Regions from separate parts of the Mus musculus genome. Here regions 1 and 2 are each linked to region 3. A link is a contact called in public HiChIP or PLAC-seq and promoter capture Hi-C data. All regions are on one chromosome and are shown on one strand. The core of a region is the stretch at or near the end of the contact, and the rest is flanking DNA. Distances in the headings are between cores, read along the strand shown.

Region 1 (2,700 bases), core at 58-2,557, 180 kb before region 3:
ACACACAATACATGTACATACACAATACACATACACACATGCACGCATGCACACATACACACATACACACATACACATACACACACACATGAGGGGATATAAAGGGCTTTAGACAAAACTGAACTGGCCTGGCACATTATGATAAAGATGCTCAATAATATATGAAAAGAAAAAGACACTAACAGAAGACACTGGGCAAGCCTCTAGTGTAGAGACTAGACTAGCAGGTTTGCTAGACTGCACCCTGTCCAAGGGACAAAGGACCTTAACTAAAGGCCCACCATGGAGCTGGCAAGGGTTCCTCCTTCAAATTCACCTCATTGTAAAAAAGTCCTGTTTGTTCTCCTTCTTTTGATTTTGTTGCTTTCTAATTAAATTGATTTTGTTTAGATTTATTCTTTTATGTTATATGTATGTTTTGCTGATGTGTGCGTATGCACACTACATGTGTGTCCAATGCCCTCTGAGTTCAGAAGATGGCATCAGATCCTCTGGAGTTACAGCTGTGATACACCATGAGAGGGTGCTAGAAACCAAATCTGAGACCCGTGAGAGAGCACCAAGAATTCTTAAACACGGAGCCATCTCTCCACCCCGTTTTCTAGTTTTTGAGGTAAACTGTTAGTTCTCTCTTATCCAGTTCTCTTTTTAAGAAACAGGCACGGACAAACGCACCCTTCACAGGAGTAAGTTCTGACCACATTCTTTGGGTACTGGAGATATTTTAACCCAGGGTCATCTTATATATTGTTATTTTGAAATGATCCAAATGACATAGCTACTGACAACCATGTCAATTACGCCAATTAAAAGTTTTGACTCCTTTATTTAATGGCCAGACCAAGAGAGTCTTTTGGAGCCCACGTTCAGGGTACAGTGTTTTCAAGCACACAGCTCTAACTACATCAGTGCACATGCGGGCAGGAAGGTATATTAGAGAGAGTTGCCTAGTAACGTCTGCTTTCTTGCAAGGCCAAGCAGAATCTTCCAGACCCTATAGAATGTCTAGACCATGGCCAAGGTCATGGACAGTTCTAGAAATGTCACCAAGGTGAATATGGCTGTTGGGAGTGAAAGGCCTGAGAAGAGCTGCCCAGCCCGGTGTGGCCCCGTTGGGGACAGAGTGACATAGTTCCTGTACCTAGGACAGGGCCCTGGTTTGAGCCCCCACAACTGTTAATGGCTGTTGTGGGCATAAGGCTTGTTTCTGTAATAATGTACATATTTCACATTCCTCAAAGGAATGCCCTCCCTGTTAACTTTAAAGACTCCATGACAATTAGAACCAGCAGGAGTCCAGGAGTCAAGGGTGTGGCTAATGTCTCAGCAAAACACTAGGTAAACACTAGGACCTTCAGGACAGCCCTTAAGGCTATGGGAAAGAGCTCTAGATACATGAGATCAATATATATATAAAACTTCTCAACTGTGCAAAATAGAAGGATGCGATATGAAATATTATGGTCTTCATGAATCTAAAGGAACAGAGGCTGCTATACTATGGTCCTACCCAACTAGTTTATTGTCTGTGCTTAACAAAGGCAGACAGATCTCAGAATTCTTTTGCAATGTTAAGAAAAAAATGTCGGGCTGGTGAGATGGCTCAGTGGGTAAGAGCACCCGACAGCTCTTCCAAAGGTCCTGAGTTCAAATCCCAGCAACCACATGGTGGCTCACAACCATCCGTAACAAAATCTGATGCCCTCTTCTGGAGTGTCTGAAGACAGTTACAGTATATATATATATATATATATATATATATATATATATATATATAGAGAGAGAGAGAGAGAGAGAGAGAGAGAGAGAGAGAGAGAGTCTGATTACAGTCTCGAAAGAATCAAAAGACTGTGGCCAGCAGTAACTGATTCAACGATAATCAAAAGGCAACCTGAAGCAAATGACTGGATTGATATGTAAAATAAGAGACTGGTCTTAGGAGCTGAGATGAGCTATCCAGAGATTTTCTTAGGAAAAAAAGAAAGAACTGTTTAGAAAATGGACTGACTCTCTCTCTCTCTCTCTCTCTCTCTCTCTCTCTCTCTCTCTCTCACACACACACACACACACACACGCGCGCACACACACACACACACACACAAGCAAGCAAGCAGGGCATAGACAGAGAGATCTCTTAGAATAACAAGCAGAACACAGGTCATCAGCTTGGACCCACAATGTGACTTCAAGTCCTTCTTTTTGCCACTCTCAGACATCCCTTCTCTCAGAATCCTTCTCGAGCCTAGGCTGGTCCTTGGCATGTGACCAGATGGGCAAAATAACATCAGGACATGATGGCAATTACCTTAGGCATTTCAGTTTTATAAATGCAAATGGCCAGATTTAGCAAATAAAACACAACCCCCCCCAGTTAAATTAGAATTTTGAGTAGATGGCGTGTAAAATTTTAAGAATGTGGTAAATGTTGCACATGAAACAGCCTGAAAAATGTTTCCTTTCTACCTGGAGTTAAAATTTAACAAAGACCATGTATAGCTGGGTGGGGTGGCTCAGTACCTAACGGTATTTACTGCCATGCTTTTCAAACAACCTGAGTTTGATCCCTGGAACCTATATGGTAGAAGGAGAGAGCTGACTTCAGCAAGTTGTCCTCTGACCTCCACAGGTGTACACACACATAAATAAATAAATAAATAAATAAATAAATAAATACTTAAGTCAATAAATGTAAAAATAACT
Region 2 (2,782 bases), core at 70-2,569, 240 kb before region 3:
CCAACACCCATAGTGACTCAGTTCCTCCAACAAGGCCACACCTCCAAATAGTGCCATTCCCTGGGCCAAGCATATTCGAACTACCACACCTCCATAACATTCAGTCTCCACAGTACAGCACATAAATGCTGTCCCGTGAAAACCTTACACATCTCCCATTTACCACCTCCCACACCACTTGCATGGAGCCTGGAATTCAGACACTGTCACCTTCAGGGTTAACCTCTTGCCACCACGTTTGCATTCACTGTATCTCTTCTTCCTTCTCCTCCTCTGCTCCCCACCCCCACCCGGACCCCAATAGTCCAATGTGGTTTGGCATAAAAAGTTTTTATCTACTCCTCTAGCAACGATCTCCATTGAATTTCCTATTAAAATAAAACACTCATCTTGTAATGTATTTGTGTTTTCCTAAGACTTAAAGTCTTATGGGGCAGGGTCTTTTATTTGCTGTTTATTTGGGTTGTTGCAGCTGCTGCCATCCAATGGTGGATACAAAAATACTGTCAATCATCCTCGAATGGAACAGCCCCTACCAACAAAGAACACAAACGTGATGATCTAGCCCAGACGCTGTAAGGCTGATTCTGAGAAACCTTTAAATGCACTTAACTAGTTACCATCCAAAGCCCCGGCCCTTGAACAGTAATGACATCTTCCTTCCTAGATCCACATTCCAGTCCTTGAGAACACCTGTTCAGAAACAGGCTTAAGCGGGAAGCCCAACCTCAGGAATGTTCAATGTGAGCAAGGAGTCTACTGAAACAAATTTGTTCCAGCAGTGATTTTCCAAATGTGGCCCTTGGATCATCATCATCCTCACTATCAATATGAATTCTTGGTACTCATCCCAGAGCTACATTGTCTGAAACTGAGATTAGAACCTAGTCGCTTGTAGCATGACTGATTCTGTTGCCCACTCAAAATGCAGAGGTACTAGAATACCCCACCCCTACCATGTTCAAGATCTCCAGGTGTGGACTCTTTTTCCTTTCCTACCTGTGGAGGCCAGAGACGCCCACAGCAGCATCCCCTCCCCACCAGGGCATCTGTGCTGGACAGGAAGGAGCAAGAGCGCCTCAGCTGAATCTGCCATTCGTTTGCGGGGTGGTCTGGCTTTCTCCGGCCTGCCGGGGTGCCAGAGGTGAACCATGCCTTCTCTCAGACTAGCAGACCCGTGGCTTGGTCACCCTCAGGCTGGGAAAGGAGATAAGGTGGGCCGGCTCTCCTGGGGTACACCGCTAGCGTCCCGCCCCGCGTTCCTGCGTAAATAGGCGGTTCCCTCGGCAACGCCTAGAACCCACGTCAAGGTTCCACCAGTCCCGAGTGGTGACCGAGTCCCACCCACTCCCCGCAGCTGCCGTTCTGGTCCGCACAACCTTTCACCCTGCTGCGGGATGAGCAGAGCGGCGGCCTGCGTGGAACCCCATGGAGGAGCAGGCGCGGCCGCCTGGCCGCCCGGCCGCGAGTGCAACCTTGCAGGGTAGCGCGCATCCGGGAGGGGCGGCTTCCACGGCCACTGCAGCCGCGCTGTCGTTCAGCTCCGTAGCCACGGTAACGCTGGGAAACCAAAGCGATGCGGGCAGGCCGGAGGCAGCGGGGTCTCGGGGACCCGCACCGCTGCTATGGCACGGGGCAGCGGTGGCCGCCCAGGCGCTCGTGCTCCTGCTCATCTTCTTGCTGTCTAGCCTGGGCAACTGCGCGGTGATGGGGGTGATCGTGAAGCATCGGCAGCTGCGCACGGTCACAAACGCCTTCATCCTGTCGCTGTCCCTGTCGGACCTGCTCACTGCGCTGCTCTGCCTACCCGCCGCCTTCCTCGATCTATTCGCGCCTCCCGGAGACTCTGGGCCCTGGCGCAGCTTCTGCGCAGCCAGCCGCTTCTTCAGTTCGTGTTTCGGAATCGTATCCACGTTCAGCGTGGCGCTCATCTCGCTGGACCGCTACTGCGCCATCGTGCGGCCGCCGCGGGACAAGCTGGGCCGGCGGCGCGCGCTGCAGCTGCTGGCAGGAGCGTGGTTGGCTGCGCTGGGCTTCTCCCTGCCCTGGGACCTGCTCAGGGCACCCCGGGAGCCCCCCGCTCCGCAGAGCTTCCACCGCTGCCTTTACAGAACCTCCCCAGACCCTGCGCAGCTGGGCGTCGCCTACAGCGTGGGACTGGTGGTGGCTTGCTACTTGCTGCCCTTCCTACTGATGTGTTTCTGCCGCTACCACATCTGCAAGACCGTGCGCCTGTCGGACGTGCGCGTGCGGCCGATGACCACTTACGCGCGCGTGCTGCGCTTCTTCAGCGAGGTGCGCACAGCCACCACCGTGCTCATCATGATTATCTTTGTCATGTGCTGCTGGGGTCCCTACTGCTTCCTGGTGCTGCTGGCCGCGACCCGGCAGGGTCAGGCCACGCAGGCTCCCTCGCTGCTCAATGTGGCGGCTGTTTGGCTGACCTGGGCCAATGGGGCTATCAACCCGGTCATATATGCCATCCGCAACCCCAACATTTCCATGCTCCTAGGACGCAACCGCGAAGAAGGGTACAGGACTAGAAACATGGATGCTTTTTTGCCTAGCCAAGGCCTAGGTTTTCAAGCCAGAAGTCGCAATCGCCTTCGAAATGGCTGTGCCAACAGGCTTGGGGCTTGCAGCAGGATGCCTTCTTCCAACCCAGCTAGTGGGTCAGGAGGGGAAGTGGTCATGTGGGCTCGAAAAAATCCAGTTGTGCTCTTCTTCCGAGAGGGTCCACCGGACTCAGTTATGGAAGTCGGCAAACTGCATAATTCTGAAA
Region 3 (2,769 bases), core at 187-2,686:
AACGAATTGAAACAGCAGTGCGAGCTGTTAAGATTCCAAAGGCAGAAGTCGCCATGGCAACCGGATTCGTCTTGCAGGCAAACTATGCTTCAATTCACTAGGTCCGGCTCAAATCTCAAGAAACTACCAATTCAATGGGGGCAAAACGGTCACGGGCAGCATTTGCTCTGGATGCTCTCCCAACATTGACGGTGGAGGAGAGAGACTGAGAGGAGGAATCTATTTCTGAGCACAGTAAAACATTTTATGGGGAGGGGACAGAACGTCCCAAACCTTGATTGTAAGCAACGTGCAAAGGACCGTAGAAGGGTTTGATGAATGTGAGTAAATGAACGAATGGAGCTGACGCAAAAAGGGAAAAGAAAAGCCAGAAGACTTTCGAGTTGTCCAGCCGGGCCGGGTCCGGTCGGGTCGGGCCCGGCCTCGCCTCGCCCTGCTCTCCTCTCTAGTCAGAAGACAAGCCAATCCCAAACAGCTGGTTTGGGCACCAGTTAGATAAACCCGATTATCCAGCCCTCCTGCCCCCACAGCGAACCTTATCATTAGGTTATCCACCACCCCATCACCACCATGGTTCTAAGGAGAGCGTTTAGCCCACGCCCAGGTGCCCTTTGCAGGGCTCCATTTGGCAGAGCCAAGACTGCGATACGCCCCTCGAAGCAGGACGCGGGGAACCCCATCCAGTCCCCCGGAGACGCAGCCTCCCCGCGCCGCAGCTAGCCGCCGGCTCGCGGCCTCCGCAATGCCAGGTTTCCTTCTTCTCTCTGCACACAGTAAACTCGGAGACTGCCTGGATTAGTCAGCCCCTCCGTTTTGAGTATGACTTGACCCGAAGGTGATAGGAATGGTAGGGGAATCGCGGTCACGGCCATGCCCACGGATCTTACAGAGCCAGCGGCCCAGGAGCGCCGCCCGCTGCCGCAGCTCCCTCAGCCCTGGCCCCGGGGAGCCTGTGGCCGGGAAGAAGAGAGATGTACCCGGCCGGCTCCACGGCCACCGAGCGCCTCGGAAAGAAAGAAGGGAGGGACCCCATCCTCGGGGATGCCTTCCTTCAGGCTCGCCTCGCTCCGAGCCGTGCTGCAGCCATTTTCCAAAGCCTAGATTGGCAGCTCGTAGCTGTCTCGGTCCTGTTCCCACCCAAACCCAACCTGAAGGACGAGTTTAATATTTACCTACTGGCCCCGGAGCTCCGGGAAGCAGCAGGAGGGCGCGCCGCGACAGCGCGAAGAACCAGCACGCCCACCCCGCGCCACGGTGCGGTGCCGCTAATGAATGAGTGCGGCGGGCGAGCCGAGGAGTCCCCTCACCTGAGCAGCCGCTGCATGCTGGAAAGGCCGCTCTGCGCTCCCGGTACAATGGGATCCGGTTAAACAGTTCCCTTCACAGCCGCTCGTAGGTTACCAACTCGCAGGTGACATCACCCTCGTCTCCTCTGATAGGACACAAGGTGGCACCCACTGCGCATGGACGCTTTGACTCGCCTTTAGGATTCTGGATGTTGTAGTCCTAGTCCTACAGACAGAGCCGAAACAGTCTCTCCATCCTCACGCTCAGGAACTACATTTACCGAGGTGCATCTCTGTCCCTCTGTGCCAGCCCCCTCCCCGCCCCCCAGACCCGCCCCCTCCCCGCCCTCCAGTTTAGCAGAACCAGTGGTGGTCAGTCAGAAGCCTAGGGGCATAATGTTTGGGGAAGAGGGCGAGGCACCCAGCGGCCGTGCCCTTTGACTTGACCTCTGATCCTGCCAGCGGGTAGGCTGCAGGACCAAGGGGCGTCCTGAACTCGCGCACACCCGCCAGGCACTTCTGTTCGGTTGGGCTCTCCTGCCCCCATCTGGGAAGGGTCCATAAAAGCCTTTCTCTTCCTTCCCTGCTCAAAACCACTAATTCATAGGACTCCAGGGGTTCTGGGTTGAATACTGAATCAGTATTTCCTCACATCCCCAAGGATCAAACAACGCCAGCCGCGGAAAAAAAGGAATCTCCTTGAACCACACTTTGGGTTAGTTCACCTTCCTCCTCTCTTTCCTTTTTTCCCTTTTAAACCAAGACCGAGTCGAGTGGTCAAGAAGAAAGCTGGGGACAACTTAGTTGGCTAACCTGAGAAAAACCGGCGGCTGTCACTAATGAAAATGCTGTGTAATAGAAGACAGAGACAGTCACCACAATCCTGCGTCTGAAAGCCTGCTGCTGTGGAGATAAAACTATCGAACAGCCATGCTTTTGTTCATCCCTTTAGGGACTTCCCGCTCTGGTGGCTCTCAGCTCCTCCGAAGATAACATGCATATCTCAAAGTTTTAGTTAATTACTCATATATAAAATTTTAAAATCCACAACACTCCCTCCACCCTTGTTCCCCGCACATTTCCTTTCAAAAATATAAAAATTTTAAGACCTTTAAGCAAACAGTACCCTTCAAGGATTGCCCCCGATCTTCAGACACTTTTATGTGTATTCAAGTGTTAGCAAAGGGTGTGAAGTGAAATTCTGACCCTTCTGGAAGATTTTGGTTTTAATACATAAAAGTTTTCGGTTTCATGATCTCATTCAATAACACCAAAGGTGAGAAACTTAAATAGAGGGAACAAATGTCCAAGTGTGTGTGTGTGTGTTTGGGGGTGGGGGGGGCTGTATTCATTCCACTCTCAATGGCACTGCTGTGATCAGCTCACACGCCCTCTTCCACCAGCAAAATTAAGATTTTGCTTCTCAGGAAATGAAGACTGACAATTAAAATTTCCAACTACTCTTCACCTAATTGCTGGTGGA

Evidence for each region. Promoter capture Hi-C pulls out the DNA fragments that hold promoters and counts their contacts. HiChIP or PLAC-seq counts read pairs in DNA pulled down with a chosen protein or histone mark.
Region 1: an H3K27ac HiChIP or PLAC-seq map of embryonic stem cells shows a contact between it and region 3, with 2.8 times the contacts expected there. The contact joins the enhancer-like site here to the promoter of Daam1 in region 3. A contact is called at or near these places in 6 of 39 promoter capture datasets (the HPC-7 cell line, cranial neural crest, embryonic stem cells and 2 more), 1 of 15 datasets of contacts at CTCF or cohesin (large pre-B cells), 5 of 484 Hi-C or Micro-C datasets (bone marrow-derived macrophages, embryonic fibroblasts, embryonic stem cells and 2 more), 22 of 115 datasets of contacts at active chromatin or transcription factors (the 230-238 cell line, bone marrow-derived macrophages, cardiomyocytes and 12 more) and 4 of 9 other capture datasets (adipose tissue, embryonic stem cells, liver and 1 more).
Region 2: a contact with region 3 is called in a promoter capture Hi-C map of liver, with 2.9 times the contacts expected there. The contact joins the promoter of Gpr135 here to the promoter of Daam1 in region 3. A contact is called at or near these places in 11 of 39 promoter capture datasets (the HPC-7 cell line, the SN4741 cell line, cranial neural crest and 6 more), 2 of 15 datasets of contacts at CTCF or cohesin (the NIH/3T3 cell line and large pre-B cells), 18 of 484 Hi-C or Micro-C datasets (the C2C12 cell line, CD8 T cells, the N1E-115 cell line and 11 more), 25 of 115 datasets of contacts at active chromatin or transcription factors (the 230-238 cell line, bone marrow-derived macrophages, craniofacial prominence and 14 more) and 4 of 9 other capture datasets (adipose tissue, embryonic stem cells, liver and 1 more).

Annotation. Positions count from the first base shown.
Region 1 is chr12:72,010,173-72,012,872 of GRCm38.p6, reverse strand. No RefSeq gene overlaps it. Among named protein-coding and RNA genes, the nearest start is that of Gm40440, 29 kb to the left of the region's middle. Within about 2 kb of position 1,307, at least 5 of the 459 cell types and tissues checked have an H3K27ac peak or open chromatin away from gene starts, as enhancers often do. A contact at or near this core is called in embryonic stem cells, where this site is marked.
Region 2 is chr12:72,069,638-72,072,419 of GRCm38.p6, reverse strand. Gpr135 (G protein-coupled receptor 135) reads left to right here and starts at 1,319. Exons shown (of 1, transcript NM_181752.2): 1 at 1,319-2,782. The coding sequence starts at 1,429. It overlaps Gm3225 (predicted gene 3225), which reads right to left and starts at 1,246. Exons shown (of 2, transcript NR_168042.1): 1 at 1,000-1,246; 2 at 405-532. It also overlaps a transcript of L3hypdh not described here.
Region 3 is chr12:71,829,735-71,832,503 of GRCm38.p6, reverse strand. It overlaps Daam1 (dishevelled associated activator of morphogenesis 1), which reads right to left and starts at 1,436. Exons shown (of 26, transcript NM_026102.3): 1 at 1,173-1,436.